Regions from separate parts of the Sus scrofa genome. Here region 2 is linked to region 1. The links are chromatin contacts, called in public promoter capture Hi-C maps. All regions are on one chromosome and are shown on one strand. Each heading gives the region's core, a stretch centred on a gene start, on an enhancer-like site or on the middle of the called end of the contact. The rest is flanking DNA. Distances are from core to core; before and after follow the strand shown.

The links. Promoter capture Hi-C pulls out the DNA fragments that hold promoters and counts their contacts.
Region 2: a promoter capture Hi-C map of fetal liver shows a contact between it and region 1, with 2.2 times the contacts expected there. The contact joins the promoter of DERL1 here to the promoter of FAM91A1 in region 1. A contact is called at or near these places in 2 of 5 promoter capture datasets (fetal liver and fetal skeletal muscle) and 1 of 2 datasets of contacts at active chromatin or transcription factors (alveolar macrophages).

Annotation. Positions count from the first base shown.
Region 1 is chr4:15,677,227-15,685,094 of Sscrofa11.1, forward strand. It overlaps FAM91A1 (protein FAM91A1), which reads right to left and starts at 4,600. Exons shown (of 24, transcript XM_003354982.5): 1 at 4,269-4,600. The coding sequence starts at 4,340.
Region 2 is chr4:16,307,146-16,315,013 of Sscrofa11.1, forward strand. It overlaps DERL1 (derlin 1), which reads left to right and starts at 3,262. Exons shown (of 8, transcript NM_001244479.1): 1 at 3,262-3,556. The coding sequence starts at 3,404.

The DNA.
Region 1 (7,868 bases), core at 3,350-5,849:
AGAAGGAAAAAAAAAAAAATCTGAGTTCTACTGATAAAGATTTCTATCTTAACTGTTCCCAGTTTTCGGGAGAGATGGACGCTTTCCTGCACCTACAGGTACTTAAATTTAAGAATGGCAACGAAGGACAGATTCCTGTCTGATAACTAGGTATAGTTGAGGGCTATCATTATTAAAAACTAAGATTTCTGGAGAATGTATGCAAAATACCTTTTAGCTGTGAACGTAGTATTTTAAGTTCACAACCAGATTCTCATGAAAGCAAAGAAATACGTATGATTACAGTTAATATAGTCAATGTGAGACCACGAACTTAATATGTGGCTGCTATCCCCTTCTAATTACTAGGTATGATCTTTCCAACACACTATAAAATAAAATTAGACAGCATAAGAGACTAACGACATGAAGATCAGAGGATTCAGTTATTATACTTCTTACTCACAGACTCTTGAAAACCAAGGTAAATGTCTATATACATACTTGTCACTTAAGGCAATCTTCGCAAGACAAACGAAACTCAGATCTAAATAAACTGGTACATAACTGAACTAGTGGCGGATAGTTTTTTATGGAAAAAGGGACATAGAGTAAGAAAACTAAAAATCTTTCTTTCGGCATCCAGATTAACTTATTTTTCACAGGCTAAAGTATAAACCACACTACCGCCAAAATGTGTGTGCTTATATTATTTTCATCCATTTTAACACTACAAGTAGTCAGGAGTAAGTTCACTGTAGAGAAACCACTATCCCATCTTTTACGTAGCACCAAAGCCAGAATCAGTACTTAAGATATTTAGAGGGCCCAAAATACTAGGCTTTCTGTAAATCTTTCAGAGTCTTCTCTAGCTCTACTGCCAAATCAAAGTCTCTTTCTCAAAGAACACACACACATACACACACACACCACACACACACACTCTCACTCAGACCACATAGCAGACAATTGGCTAAAATCTTAGCAACTCCCAAATTTGAGGATTTGCTCTTCTGTTTCAAAATAAGTCCCTTAATTTATCTTTACAACAATTTTCTCCCTTTAAAACTTTGCTCCTGGTAACTCCAGGATAAAAAGTGTAAGTCAAGCCACTTACACAAAATATAAGCGTCCAGAGTTCCTGTCGTGGTGCAGTGGTTGACGAATCCAACTAGGAACCATGAGGTTTCGGGTTCAATCCCTGGCCTTGTTCAGTGGGTTAAGGATCCAGTGTTGCTGTGAGCTGTGGTGTAGATTGCAGACGCGGCTCGGATCCCTCGTTGCTGTGGCTCTGGCATAGGCCGGTGGCTACAGCTCCAACTCAACCCCTAGCCTGGGAACCTCAATATGCCGCGGGAGCAGCCCAAAAAACGGCAAAAAGACGAAAAAAATATATATATAAGGGTCCTCATTATTTGTACGTTAATTAGAGAATACAGCATCTATGAAACATCTAAGTCTTTTTGCAAGTCATTAAGTAATGACTGGTCCACGTGTGTGCACAAATAACTAAAAACTACAATAAAAGCTGATTTTATTCTTCACTACCCATGTATATAAAATATAACTGCTTTGTTCACAAAGATCCTTTGGCTTCTCTTCCACTCCTATCCCAAATTTCCCACCATCCAAAAAAAACCAAAAAAACCAAAAAACCACAAAAAAAACCCCGATGCCTCTAGGAGGAGGCAACTAAGGAAAGGTCATTTTACTCTGAGCCAGTGGTGACCCTGCAGAAATACTGACCAGGTCTGACAAATGGAGTTGCCTGCATATAAAATGAACTGTAACAGATGGAGTGAAATAGGAACTGGCTGTAAAACACCCACTGTGCATCAGATTATACCAAAAACATAAGGAATTCTTTCTAAAGCTTTTGCTCCAACAAACCCCAATCCATTGTGCAGCCCCCCCAAATACATAGATTTTTAATTAAAATTGACCTTCCTTGGATTATACAGAACCTCATCATAAGATATCCCTTAAAATAAAACAACTGTAAATTGTTTTGAACATTGATCTGAGGATCAATCACTCCAGATTTAGGTCAGGGAAACCTTTGTGAAAAGTTAACATTTGGGATTCAAAAGGAAGCAGCAAGTAATCTATAGAGACAGGTAGTGATAGCACTGGGATTTTATTTTACTTTATTTCATTTTGTCTTTTTAGGGCCCCACCTGAGAAAGCTCCCAGACTAGGGGTCTAATCGGAGCTACAGCTGCTGGCCTGCGCCACAGCCACAGCCACACCAAATCCGAGCTGCATCTGAGACCTACACCACCACTCATGGAAACACCAGATCCTTAATCCACTGAGCAAGGTCAGGGATGGAACCCGCATCTTCATGGAAAGTAGTCGGGTTCGTTACCACTGAGCCACCAAGGGAACTTCTGGATTTGCATGTTAGAAACCTCACCCCAGTACGGTATGAAGAATGGATAGGAGGGTCCTTTTCTGAGGGCAAGAGACCAGACAGAAAGCCGATGCAGAAATCCAAGGTGGAGCTTGACCTAGGAAAACAGCGCAAGGCTAGCGAGAGTCCATGAAGTAACCTGTACAAATTAGTTCTGCAACACCTTCCACAAGAGGAAGCTTATTCTAAGCTAAAATAGTAATTTTTAAGATCTTACCAGAAAAAAAAAGTTTAAATTGTCACATTTGTACCTAGTTATAACACTGTTCTGACATTATTTTTAATAGTCATGAAATTCTTTTGCCACACTAATTAGGATCGATTATTCCTGTTGGACGTAATAAAATCATCCATCTCTCTTCTATTATGCTACATTTATTTTTGTGAAAGGAAGGGCAGAGAAAATATGGAAACAAAGAAGGATTGTTGACTCTTCCATATGCCATATGCCACAAAACTCTAAAAACAAAGTGTCCATCAAAGCCCTCATTCAAGCTTAACAAGAGAAACTTATTCCTTCAGGTTTCGACCTTCTTCTTCCAGTTCAAGATTAATGCCACATAGGCAGTCATTGCCACCTGAGAATTCTGAGTTCCTCAATGTATCTTTCCACTTTCTTGTGCTTTTGATTCCTTAAAGTCAAAGCATCTTCTCTGCCACAAGATGCATCACCAGAAACTTAAATTATTCAGTTTTTGGAATTAAAACCCCACGCTGGGAGAGGACACAAAGTAATAATTTTACACCATCATCACCACCACCCCCAGGACCCAGCACCAATGAAAAACAGAATTTCACTCTCAATCAAGTAGAATGGCAGGAACTTGAGGGTCAATCTTTGACCGGAGAACAATGCCTTCCATAAAGTACATAACACTCCCGTCATTAGATTGACCACCACCTGCTATATTACGTGTATTATTCAGTTACTTGTTTACTGTCCTCTTTCCTTACTAAAACGTAAGCTCCAGGAAGAGGGGGTTTCCTCTTGTCTACTGCTGCAAATTACCCTCACCTAAAACAAGGCATAGTACATAGTAGGTGTTCAATAAACATCTGTAAAACAATGGAGGAAAAAACGCGACACTCAAGTATTTGAGAATTACCTCTCAGACAAAAGCCTTTTGTCATTCTCTTCTTGAAAGATCTCTAATAAACCCATCCTGTTGAGAGGATTAAGTCCAACAAAACAAAATACAAAAGTCTTTCAAAATCTGGCCCTGACTGCCACCACCCCCACTCACGAAGCCCCACCTCCAAACAAATCAATACAGCTACACCTCCAGGCTCGGTGGTAGGAAGTCGCTCACTACTCTCTCAAAACACGCTCTCACTCGTCCGCGCTTTTTAAAATGACATTCCCTCTCCCTGGAAAATCTTCCAAGTCTCTTATCTAGCCATCTCTTCTTCGTCCTTTAAGGCCCAATTTAAATGCCTCCTCTACACATCCTCTTGACACTCCCTGGACAATGTGACTTCCTCCTCTGTGCGTTCGCATATACACTTATGCAGTTTCGTGTAAGCTGCTATCACTCTGTAAATGTATTCATTTATTTCTAGACCCTTTCCCAACATCCCGAAATTCTGGAGGTCAAGGGCCGTGCTTTAATTAGCTTAAAGGTGCCTAGCCCAGTGCCTGGCTGAACCGAGAGTGCGTGCAAAGTCGCGAAGCCAGTCCAGTGGACACCATTCCATCCCATTTCGCAACGGCCCTATCCTGCCCCTGTGGCCCTGGGAGCGTCCCCTCCTCACCCCTGGGCTGCAGGTTAACCCTGGCGAGGGGAAGGCCAGGAATCAGCCTAGAGGCGCCAGCCACGGCCACGGGGCGCGGCGAGCAGATGCCGGCGAGGCGGGACCCCGGCCCCAGGTTCCATACCTGCCTCACGTTGGCCGGCAGCTTGCTCCACGGGTAGTTGTGCCGGATGTGGAACTCCACGTCTATGTTCATGATGCCGGGGGCCCGGGCGGGCGGCAGCGGCCGGGACCGCGGCTGGAAGGACGCCTCCCGCCTGCCCGCCCTCGGCCTCCCAGGAGCCCGCGGGAGGCCCCGCGCCTCAAACTGCGGACGGCCGGGGCTGCCCCATGGCCAGGGCTCCCGACGACTCGGCGCGGCCCGGGCCACGGGGCACGCGAGCAACGAAGAGAGGTGGCCAGAAGCCTCGGCGGCTCCAAGTTTCTTCCTAGTTTCAGCCCGCCGGAAATGGCTTCGAGGTGCGTCACTTCCGCCCGCCAGCGAGGGGCTGGGGGGCGGAGCCCGGGGTTCCAGCCCCGCCCCCTCCACACTGGGGTCTGGCCTGAGTAGATAGAGCCGCAAGGTGCTCAGGTATGGCTCGCCCACCCGCGCACTCCCTGTGCCTCTGTCAGTCTCTGGATGAATTAATTGGGCTTGCATTGTACCATTGCTGGATGACCGACTTGCCCTCAAATGTGAGCCCAGCAGCAGGCAGTTACAGGCGCTGGGGTGGGCTGCCCGAGAAGGAGAGACTTGGGAAGGGGGGGCCATAGCTAACTTAGAAGTGCGGGAGCTGTGGGCCCTAGCTCTCCATAGCCAACCCTGAACCGAGGCCGGGTGGGCAGGGCCCAGGCTCAGGAAGGAATGTTCAAGACAGAGCTTTACTCCCAGTAGAGGCGTAGGGCAGAGGTCTAATGACCCTTCACCTCCTGAAAGTTGCTGCATCTTGTGAAAGAGAAACGTTGCGCTCTAAGGTTCCCATTTAACCCCATTCTCCCCAACCCCTGAACACACACACACACTTTTGGCAGATCGAGTTTCACTCAACTAGTGTAAACTATCAGAATATAGAAGTCGTTACTATTCTGCATTATAACTCTTTGAAAATGTAGTCCTTTCATATATCTTTGTTTAAAGTGAATTTGCCCCAAGGATTCATTTTTCACAAAGGTACTTACACCATGAGTCTCCTGATTGGTTGGTTTCATTCATCTGAAATAAAGATATGAGAAGAAACTTCCATGGTCATATGTTTCAACACCAAGAAATATACCTATTGATCCATGAGGGCAGGCGTTACTCTCCTTCTTATGGTCATTATCCCAGTCGTAATCCATTCACCAGACCGCTTTCAAAAAGGGTTCTTCAAATCACCTGAAGATACCAATTCATGTGAAATACTTCTTTTTGTTACTCCAATTAATGTTATATGAGTTACAGGTTTGTATTGATAAATAAGTAAGTTTTCTGTTAAAAAGAAAAAAAAACAAAGGTTCAAATTCTTTAAGTGTAGGGATTCAGCTAAAATGTTAAACAGCTGGTGCTCACATGGGGAGGCCCTAAGGGAATCTAGGAGATAAAGATTCTTGGGCACAGCCTCTTGTTTCTGCTTCTGCTCCATGCTGCAACCTCCAGTCACTTTTTAATGGCAGATCAAGCCTGCTTTAATTTCAGTTCTAGTGAGAATGTCTTTGGGGACCCTTTCGTCCAGAATTTGTTACACTGGCTTAGCAAACCCATGATCATTGTTACTGGCAAGCAACCATAGATGAATTCAGTATTTCTGTGATTACATTTGTTTATTCTTTTTATTTGTTTTCTTTTTATGGCTGCAACTGTGGCATATGGAGGTTCCCGGGCTAGGGGTTGAATTGGAGCTGCAGCTGCAGGCCTACACCACAGCCACAGCAACATAGCCTCCAAGCCACGTCTGTGACCTACACAGCAGCTTGCAGCAAGGCCAGATCCTTAACCCACTAAGTGAGACCAGGGATGGAACCCACATCCTCACAGATACTATATTGGGTTCTTAACCCATTAAGCCACAACGAGAACTCTTACATTTCAGTTTAAACAATGGTTTTTAAATAATATTTTATTACACTTGACAGATCTATACTCAGAACTTTTTATGATGCCTAGAGCACAGCTCAGCAGCTGGCCAGTCTGATATGTGGCCGGGACCTTATGTAATATATTTGGTATATTGAAACGAATATGGTCCATGCTGCTCTTCACATATGCATTGGTCTCAGGTTGTGTCAACTATAAAGAGCCCATCACTAAATGCTTAGAATCCTATGTCTACAGACCTTCATTGTCATAGCTAAAATTAAAGGAACTCTGATCATGAGATGTTTATTCAACAAATATTGTTTACCTGCCTTTTATGTATTAAACCCTTGGCTTATAATAGGTTGTCATTGCTCACAACCTTATAAAAGAATACCACTCTTACGATCGTGATTTAACAGAGGAGGAAACCGAGGCTTGGCTGGGCTGCCTGACCTGCTCACAAGATCACACAGGCGGTAGTGACGGAGCCAAACTGGAGCCCAAGGTTCCTTTATGCCAGAGCCACCCTTTCAGCTCCTCAGTTCAGGCTCTCTCTGAACTGTTCTGCCTGCTATTCCAATTCAGACACTGTTCATTTAAAATCAACAACATAAATCCCCCTCAAAATTTTTTTTAATACTTAAGTGTAGAATGGAGTTCCTTTCGTGGCACAGTGGTTAACAAATCTGACTAGGAACCATGAGATTGCAGGTTCGATCCCTGGCCTTGCTCAGTGGGTTAAGGATCCGGCATTGCCGTGAGCTGTGGTGTAGGCTGCAGAGGTGGCTTGGATCCCATGTTGCTGTGGCTCTGGTGTAGGCCAGCGGCTACAGCTCTGATTCGACCCCTAGCCTGGGAACCTCCATATGCCATGGGAGTGGCCCTAGAAAAGGCCAAAAAAAAAAAAAAAAAAATTAAGTGTAGAAGAACTCATATTCTTCCAGAGTCTAACTTTGGCTTAATTCAGCGTAAGCAACAACAAAAATTAAATTAACATAATTTTTAAATCCTTGTAACCCACTGTTTAGGGAATTATCGCAGTCAAACAGGAAAGTGCCTGCTAATTCATCATTTTTATCAACAAATATCAGATATAGTGTGGATACATCAAAAACTACAGAAGTAGATAGGGCTGGTGAAAATGAACTTACACCCGCTAAATCAAAAAGACACAGACCTTTGGAAACTTGACCACGAAAAAAACATGCTAACTCAGTAAGGAGCTGAGAAAGGCAGAAATCTGAAGGAGGAAAAGGTAATAGATCAAAGCGACGTATGGGAAGAATCTAAACAACAAGCTCTTCCATGTGGGAACTGGTGACAGAGTTTGACTTGTGAAAAACAGGGTTCTCATCAAAACCCTATCTCCCTTGTTTCCCCCAAGGTGTCCAGTCTTTGAGAGATGGGAAACGAAGCAGTTCAGAGACTGCAGGCTAATCTCAGGGCTCAAAGACCCCTCTTCTGGGAAGTTCAGGAACAGAACTGCTCCCTCAAACACCAGGAAGCAAAAACAAGCCACTGGGCTCCACAGGCAGCACTCATTACATCATTGAGCCTTTTTGGTAAAAGTAATGCCCATCCTTTTAGGTTCTTTACTCAGGCCCCCTGCTATTTCTGCTTAATAGATCTTTGCTTTTCAAATTCCAAAGAGGTCAGAAACTGCAGTGTTAGAAGCCCTGGCTCAGAAAC
Region 2 (7,868 bases), core at 2,012-4,511, 630 kb after region 1:
TATTTATTTATTTATTTTTGCCTTTTCTATGGCCGCGCCCACGGCATATGGAGGTTCCCAGGCCAGGGGGTCTAATCAGAGCCGTAGCCATCGGCCTACGCCAGAGCCACAGCAACGTGGGATCCGAGCCACGTCTTCGACCTACACCACAGCTCACAGCAAAGCTGGATCCTTAACCTGCTGAGCAAGGCCAGGGATCGAACCTGCAACCTCATGGTTCCTAGTCGGATTTGTTAACCACTGAGCCACGACGGGAACTCCTGCTTTTGTTAATTAACATCAAGGACAAGGTGCTGAGAAATGTTCTCTAAAACAATAGATTGGCAGAAACTTTGCTGTTTGAAATTATATCATTGTGGATGAAACATCCCATTCTTGCTGAAGGACTTGAGGCATAAGGGTCATTTTGACACAGGATATTAAATCCAGGTACAAAGCTTTAGATAAGTTTTCAGCCCAACATTCCATATTTATCTTAATTTTGAGATTTCCAAAGAAAGAGAACCCTGGGTTTGCTATTCAGCTTAGGATGAAGCATGATATTAATACTTACACACAGCCCTGCTCTGCTTTGAGCATATCAAAACACAGCTTTACTGAAATATTAGCAACACTCAACCCTTCTTTATAATTCAATCATGTCCCTATTCTCTTTTGTTTGGTGAGATGGTTCAGGTTCCTCTGGAGGGCAGTTTGCCTCTCAGTAAGTTAATAAACCTCACCCTGTGGACCTTAGATGTGTTCCTAGGGGTCACTATTGAATGGCCTCAGCAATTTTTAACTGTAGGTTCTTGCATGGTCGGGCCACTCAAGATGACTGTTCTCTTGCTCTCTATACGTCCTCTGCTTGAACTGATTCACCTTCCTACATACTTGCCCCTGCCCCGGCTAGTGACAGTTCTCATCTTTAGATCAGAACATCTCCACCAGAATAGCTTATCAAACAGGTGGTGAGGGGCGTGCCCATCTGGTAGTTTCTCTGGTAAGTGATGAGTCAACTTGACATAAATTCCCCCTAACTGGTAACACCCCCCTCCTCCAGGTAGCAAAGACTGCTGCCATATCCTGCCTGCTGTCTGCCACACATGGTGGGGTGTCACTCCAGGACCTTGGGTCAGACATGTGCGATCCCCCACCCATTAAACCATTGCTGTCGCTGGGCTTTCTTCAGCCTTGGAGCTGGGCAAGAACAGGGCTTGCAGACCTGCAGGGTGCAGCCCAACAGTCCTACTTCTGAAAAAAACAGGAAAAGTCCTACTCCATACCCTTCGATAATTTCTTTTAAAAACAAGATGGAGGTACAATCACTATGGAAAACAATGCGGAGGTTCTTCAGAAAACTAAAAATAGATTCCTGTATGATCCAGCAATCCCATTCCTGGGCATATGTCTTGACAAAACTATAATTCAAAAAGATATATGCATCCCTATGTTCATTGCAGCACTACTGGCAGTAGCTAAGACATGGAAGCATCCTAAATGGCCATCAACAGATGAATGGATTAAGAAGATCTGGTACATATACACAATGGAATACTACTCAGCCATAAAAAAGAATGGAATAATGCCATTTGCAGCAATGTGGATGGACCTAGAGGTTATCATACTAAATGAAGTAAGTCAGAAAGAGAAAGGCAAATACCATACAATATCACTTATATGTAGGATCTAATATAGGGCACAAGTGAACCTATCTACAAAACAGCAACAGACTCACAGACATAGAGAAGAGACTTGCAGTTGCCAAGAAGGAGAAGGGAGGGGGTGGGAAGATCTAGGAGTTTGGGGTTAGTAGATGCAAACTATTACATTTAGAATGGATAAGCAATGAGGTCCTACTGTATAGCACAGGGAAATATAGGCAATCTCTTGGGATAGATCATAATGGAAAATAATATATTAAAAAAGAAGGTAAAAACAAGGTGGATTTTCATCTATCTGTAACTTAAGTCCTACCCAATAAACCAGATTAATAGTCATGATCATTTCTGCTTTCAGTTCCTCCAAAATTCCAAGCCAGTTGGAATTGCTGACTGAAGAAAAACACACAATCTAAGTCGCAAGTTAAGTTTTATTCAAGGAATTTACTGAGGACTATAGCCCCAGACCCAGCCTCTCGGGTAGCTCAGAGGACCTGCTCTGAAGAGGTAAGGGAGGAGTCAGAATATATAGGATTTTTGGCTGAATACAAACAAACCATGTAGTCACGTGTCAAAATATTACAGCTAATCACAAAAATCAGACATCTAAATGATTTTAGCGCTTTTTTGTGTAAGGGAAGATGCAAGATTCTGGCTCATTGAAATTATTACTTAGATATGCATCTTAACTGGGCCAGTATCCTCTTTTTCTCCTTCCTGAATCCCTCTAGGGTGCACCATCCGGGTGGCTGCAGTGGCTGATGACTTGACGGCAGGCAACATTCACTTTACTGGAATGGTGGCTGCAGTGGCTGATGACTTGACGGCAGGCAACATTCACTTTACTGGAATGGAAGGCAGCATTCTTTGTTTACTGAAATGGCCGTCAACATTTTTTTTTTTTTTTTTTTTTTTTTTTTGGTGCACAGAGCGGCTGTTTCCTCTGAATGGAAAACTCCCCATATCTTTGCAGGGGGCTGGGGTGTGCGTGCTCAAAGGTCACTTTCTCCGAGTTCTCTCTGACCAATCCCATCTAAAGCAGATTTCTCTCCCCACACTTCCCCACTCCCACGCAGTCACTCTATCCCCATCTTCCTAATTTATTTGCCTTTTTCTCCTTATCTCTTTAAATTGTTCAATTATTTGTTCATTCACTGTTATTTTTGTTAGTATGTAAGCTCCAGGAGAGAAGGTACCACAACGACTCTGCTAGTTGCAGCACCTCTGGTGTCTAGAACCCTATGTCGCACTTGGTAAGCTCTCAATAAACATTTGCGTAACGAATGAACAAAGAGGAACTACATTGTACTTTGCCTCCTCCTTTCCCTTTGACTACCCTACAAAATGTACCCACCTGGATTATAAATCAGGCAGGAACCCGGTAGAAGGCATTCAGCCTCGCCATTGGCTGGAGTATTTGTCGTTGCTCCCGGCAACCACTGTTTTCCACCAGTCGTGTTGTCGCCCCGCCTGGCCCCGCCCCCAAGCTCCGAACTTCCTTCCAGTGGTAAAAACCTGCTAGCTCTTTAAGCGGCGGGACTTCTGGTTAACGTCGTCTGCGGCCTCCGGAAGGGGAAGTTCGCCGCCGAACGCTCCCTCGCTCGTCCGAATTCGGTGGCGCCACGTCCGCGGGTCTCCGCCTTCTGCACCGGGGCTGGGGCGGCTCCGCCTCGACACCTTCCACTCACCCAGGAGGCCGCGTCGGAGGGGGCCGGGACCGGGAGTCGGACGGCTGTGCACATCCCGGCCACGACGAGGCGAAGATGTCGGACATCGGGGACTGGTTCAGGAGTATCCCGGCTATCACGCGCTATTGGTTCGCCGCCACCGTTGCAGTGCCCTTAGTCGGCAAACTCGGTCTCATCAGCCCGGCCTATTTCTTCCTCTGGCCTGAAGCCTTCCTTTATCGCTTCCAGGTATTGACCGGCGATGGGGGAAGTGGAAACTACAGGCCCCAGGTGGCCCCGCAGCGGCGGAGCGTAGACCCGCCGGTTGCGGACGCGCGGTGTCTGGTGGGATTTGTAGTGCGGCGGCTCCAGGGGTTTAGGGCGGGGTCCTGTGGCCCAGGGATAAGGTGGAGGCAAAGGAGTCTGAGCCTGGGCCTGGATAGCTGGAGGCGTGGAGAGTCCTCGGTTTGGCCCAATGGAAGGGGACCGATTTCGCCATGCTGTTAAGTCTGTGCTCCCCGCCCTCTGTACCCAGAGAAGGCGGCAGTGGGGAAGGTAAGTCTAATACTTGTCAGTCTGTCGGAGGCCAGTGATTAGCAGCCTGGGGCCACCTGGAGTATGGCCCTCTGAGCTCCCTCTGCCACCCACGTGGATGGCATGTGGACCACGGCTTGCCCAACAGCCAGCTGAGTCTTTTGTATGTTGATGGCGTTTCTTCCCTGGCAGGAGTGATTTGAAGACAGAGGTGCGAAGAGTGAGTTTGTTTATTTGTGTGTCTCCTTGGCTCTGGCAGGTAGTAGTTGAATTTATAAAGGACTGAGTAAAGAGTAAATTGCTCCAGAAATGGAAGGCCCTGTTTGTTTTTGTCTTGGTTTTTTCTTAAGCATGAAGGAAACAGCCCAGAGTAACATTCCTGACAAGAGAATATTAGTTTTCTGGAGGTTATCTTTATTCACTGGATTCTGTGATTTAAATCTTTCATCAGACCTGACCTGGAGGCAGGTCAGATACCAAGATCAGAAATTAATTTCAACACATCCTTTGGACTTTGTTTAACACTCTTTTGTCTTTGCAGTCGTCACTGGCCATTTCTTAGTCTCCCTTGCTGGTTCCTTACCTTCCTGACCTTTAAATGTTGTGATGTGCCCCAGGACTCTTCAGAGTCTCCCTAGCTGTAGGTGATCTCATTTAGCTTAATGGCTTTAAATAATTTCTATAAACTGAAGATTCTCAAATACAAATACACCTCTTTGTCCAGAGCTGTCTCACTTCCAAACTTGTACATCCAGCTGTAGACTTGAAATTACCACTGAGATGACTAATAGACAAATCAAACTTCATGAGTGTAAAACAATGCCCTTTTCGCTGAAGTAAATAGCAACTTCAGCATTGCAGGAGCTTAAGCTAATAGTCATGGAGTCATCCTTGACGTCTCAAACATCCCACAGTCTCTTAGCAGATTTACTTCAAGTAAATATTCAGAATACAGTCCTTTTTTGTTCTCCAATGCAAGCCATTGTCATACCAGCCCTGTTCCTTTCAGTCTTTTCTCTACAGAGCTAGAGTGATCCTCTTAGAACATAAATCATGTTCTGTCAGTCCTCTGCCCAGAGGCTCTTTTTTTTTTGGCTGCACCTTAGCCATCTGGAAGTTCCCAGGCCAGGGATTGAACCTGTGCCACAGCTGCGGCAGTGCCAGATCCTTAACAATCTGCTCTGCCCCACGGGAACTTCCTGTCCAGAACCTTTTAATGTTTTCTCAACTCAGCCAGTGAAGCCCAAGTCTTTTCAGTGGCCTGCAAGGCCCCCTGCTGCTTCTCGGACCTCATCTCCTACTGTTCTCCATCTTGTATATATTAGGCTCCACAGTGGAATCCTTGATGTTTCTTCAGCACCTCACTCCATCCCTCCTCAGGGCCTTTGCACATGTTGTTTTCCAGCTTGAGGAAGACAGCTGTGGTTTACAAGCCTTACCTCCTTTAAGTCACCCCAACTGCCACCTTGTTGGCACGGCCTTATCTGATTGCCCTCCATGAAAATGTACCCCTTCTTCACTCTGCCTCCCTTAATTTTTCTTGCTACATAGCACTGCTTGATGTTAGCTCACTTCAGAGAATAAAGCTCCATGAGAGCCACTTGTCTTGTTTATCACTGTCTTTGTTACCTAGAATAGTGTTTGGCATGTAGCAGGTGCTTATATATTGGTTGAATGCCTGGAAATAATTGAGTACTTGCCAGTGCTGGGCACTGGGGGTACAGGAGTGAATAGCACAGGAAAAGTCCCAGCTCCTATGAAGAAAACAAGAGAGAGGCATGTGACGGAGAGCGACTTTGATAGAGTGTTCCAGAAAGGCCTCAGAGAAGCTATGTGAACTGAAACCTGAATGATGAGCTTCGGGTAGACCTGGCTCTGGGGCCAATCTTCCAAGAAGAAGGACTAGAAAGTGAAAGTCTTAGAAGCAAGAATTAGACGGCTGTCAGGATGAGGATTGGTAGATGAAGACAGAGCGATAGCTGGGGTGAGAGCACTAACCTGAAGATGGAAGGTAGGCTGGGGCTGGATTGTATAGGGCTTTGTGAGTTTGAGCTTTATCTTAAAGACTGTCGACTAGAAAGGACTGGAAGATTGCCTTGACTGCTCTGGACTTGGTGTGTAAGTGGGGGAAAGGGGAGCTGGCTAACAGGATAGGAGACATAAGCTAAGTTAGGGAGCAGGAGAGATGGTGGTTTGGACCAGCATGACTGTGAAGAAGGACGTGGATAGATTTGGGCGTTGGAGTGGACAAGACTGTAGCTGCATGGATATGAAGGGTTAATGGACAAGATGTAGCCGAATGGATATGAAGAGTGCATGGGTGAAGGGAGCAGGACTCAGGATGTCATGGCTTTCACAGCAACTGAGTGGCTGGTGGAGCGCTTTTTTGAGCCTGGGAAGGAACATTTAGGGAGACTTAGGTTTGGGGGTTGGGAAGGGTATCGATAAAAAGTTATATTTTGGCTTTGTGAAGTCTAGAGATGCTTTTTCGGCATCTGAAGTGGAGAAGTAAGTAGGCCCTTGTACCTTAGAGTATGATTTGGGTGTGCAGCCAGCATTGCTACACTTTTCTACTCGCTTTGGTAACACAGTTGTTGCTCACGGGAATGTTGCACTTTGTGCCTGGTGGCATGTTGGGTAATGCGCTGCATGAGGAGCAGCGGTCATAAATGAGAGATGCCTGGTCCAGACTGGCTCTTTGGCCCTCCTTGCAAAATCTTGCTCACTTCTGCAGTCAACTTAGTAAAAATAAGTCTTTCTAATAGACTACAGGTGTCTGATGGTGAAAGCGGCGAACTGATTGGAAAGGTTCATGTCGCACCTTCCTAATTTTCCCATCTTCCTGGCACTGAAGGCAAGGCAAGAAGCTGCTAGTAGGAGGCAAGTGTGCCCAGGTGTGGAGAGACCAGTGTCTCTACTCGCTGCTACTCTGACTCCTGCTCTTTCTGGTCACCTGGAGGAACTCATTTGCAAGTGAAGCAGTTAAAGGAAAAGCTGCATCTGAGAGGCTAATAGGTGAGGCTGAACAGCATGTGTTTTTTTTCTGCTAGAGGCTCATCTTTTCCTTAAAACCTCCATCTTTGAAAAAACTGGCATGATCATTTACAATCGTGGATTCGTGTTGGCAGTGATCAGAGGCAGTTTTCTTCACCCATGGGTTTCTTCTGAGTAGCTCCTTGGTTTGCAACTCTGAAGTTTAAAATGTTTCATCCTTGGTTTGGTGGGGGGAAGCACGTAGGTGTGTGTCAAGACTCACTCTGCTGTTGTCCAGAATCCCTCAACCCTCACACTTAACACCCGTAAAAATCACGTATCCGCAGTGATGAAACGTCTCCATATTGGCCCCTGATGGGAGGGGCATTTCGCTGCTACCCTCGTGGTTTCTGAGATAAGTCTTCCAGGACTGCCTGCATGGGGCTCTTTCATTTCTTGGGATAAAAACAACATCACCCCCTTCCATCTGTATTGGGCTTCTCTGTATGTACCTTGTTCAGCTACCGCATTCATCTTGAGGTCAGTGTTATCCCAGTTGACAGACAGCTGCAGTCTCAGTTTCTATTTCCATGAGTTCAAGATAGTTCTGAGCTCTCTTGCTTTAGCTCCTTTGCATAATATCTACGAAAACACATAGTTAAGTGTTTAACAGAACTTTTTTTTTTTTTTTTTTGCTATTTAGGGCCACACTCTTGGCATGTGGAAGCTCCCAGGCTAGGGGTCGAATCAGAGCTACAGCTGCCAGCCTGTGTCACAGCCACGACAACTTGGGATCTGAACCATGTTGGCGACCCACACCGCAGCTCATGGGAACGCTGGATCCTTTAACCCACTGATCGAGGCCGCGTCCTCCGGGATACCAGTGGTTCATTGCCGCTGAGTCACAGTGGGAACTCCTAACAACATTTTTGAGGGTGATTGCTTTCAAACCAGTCATAGCCAATTAATTGCTCCCTTTCTGTTAGAGTGGAAAGACTGTGGTCTTTCTGGCAGTTGAGTAATGGTCTCCAGGCCTGGCTCAGCCCCTCGCTAG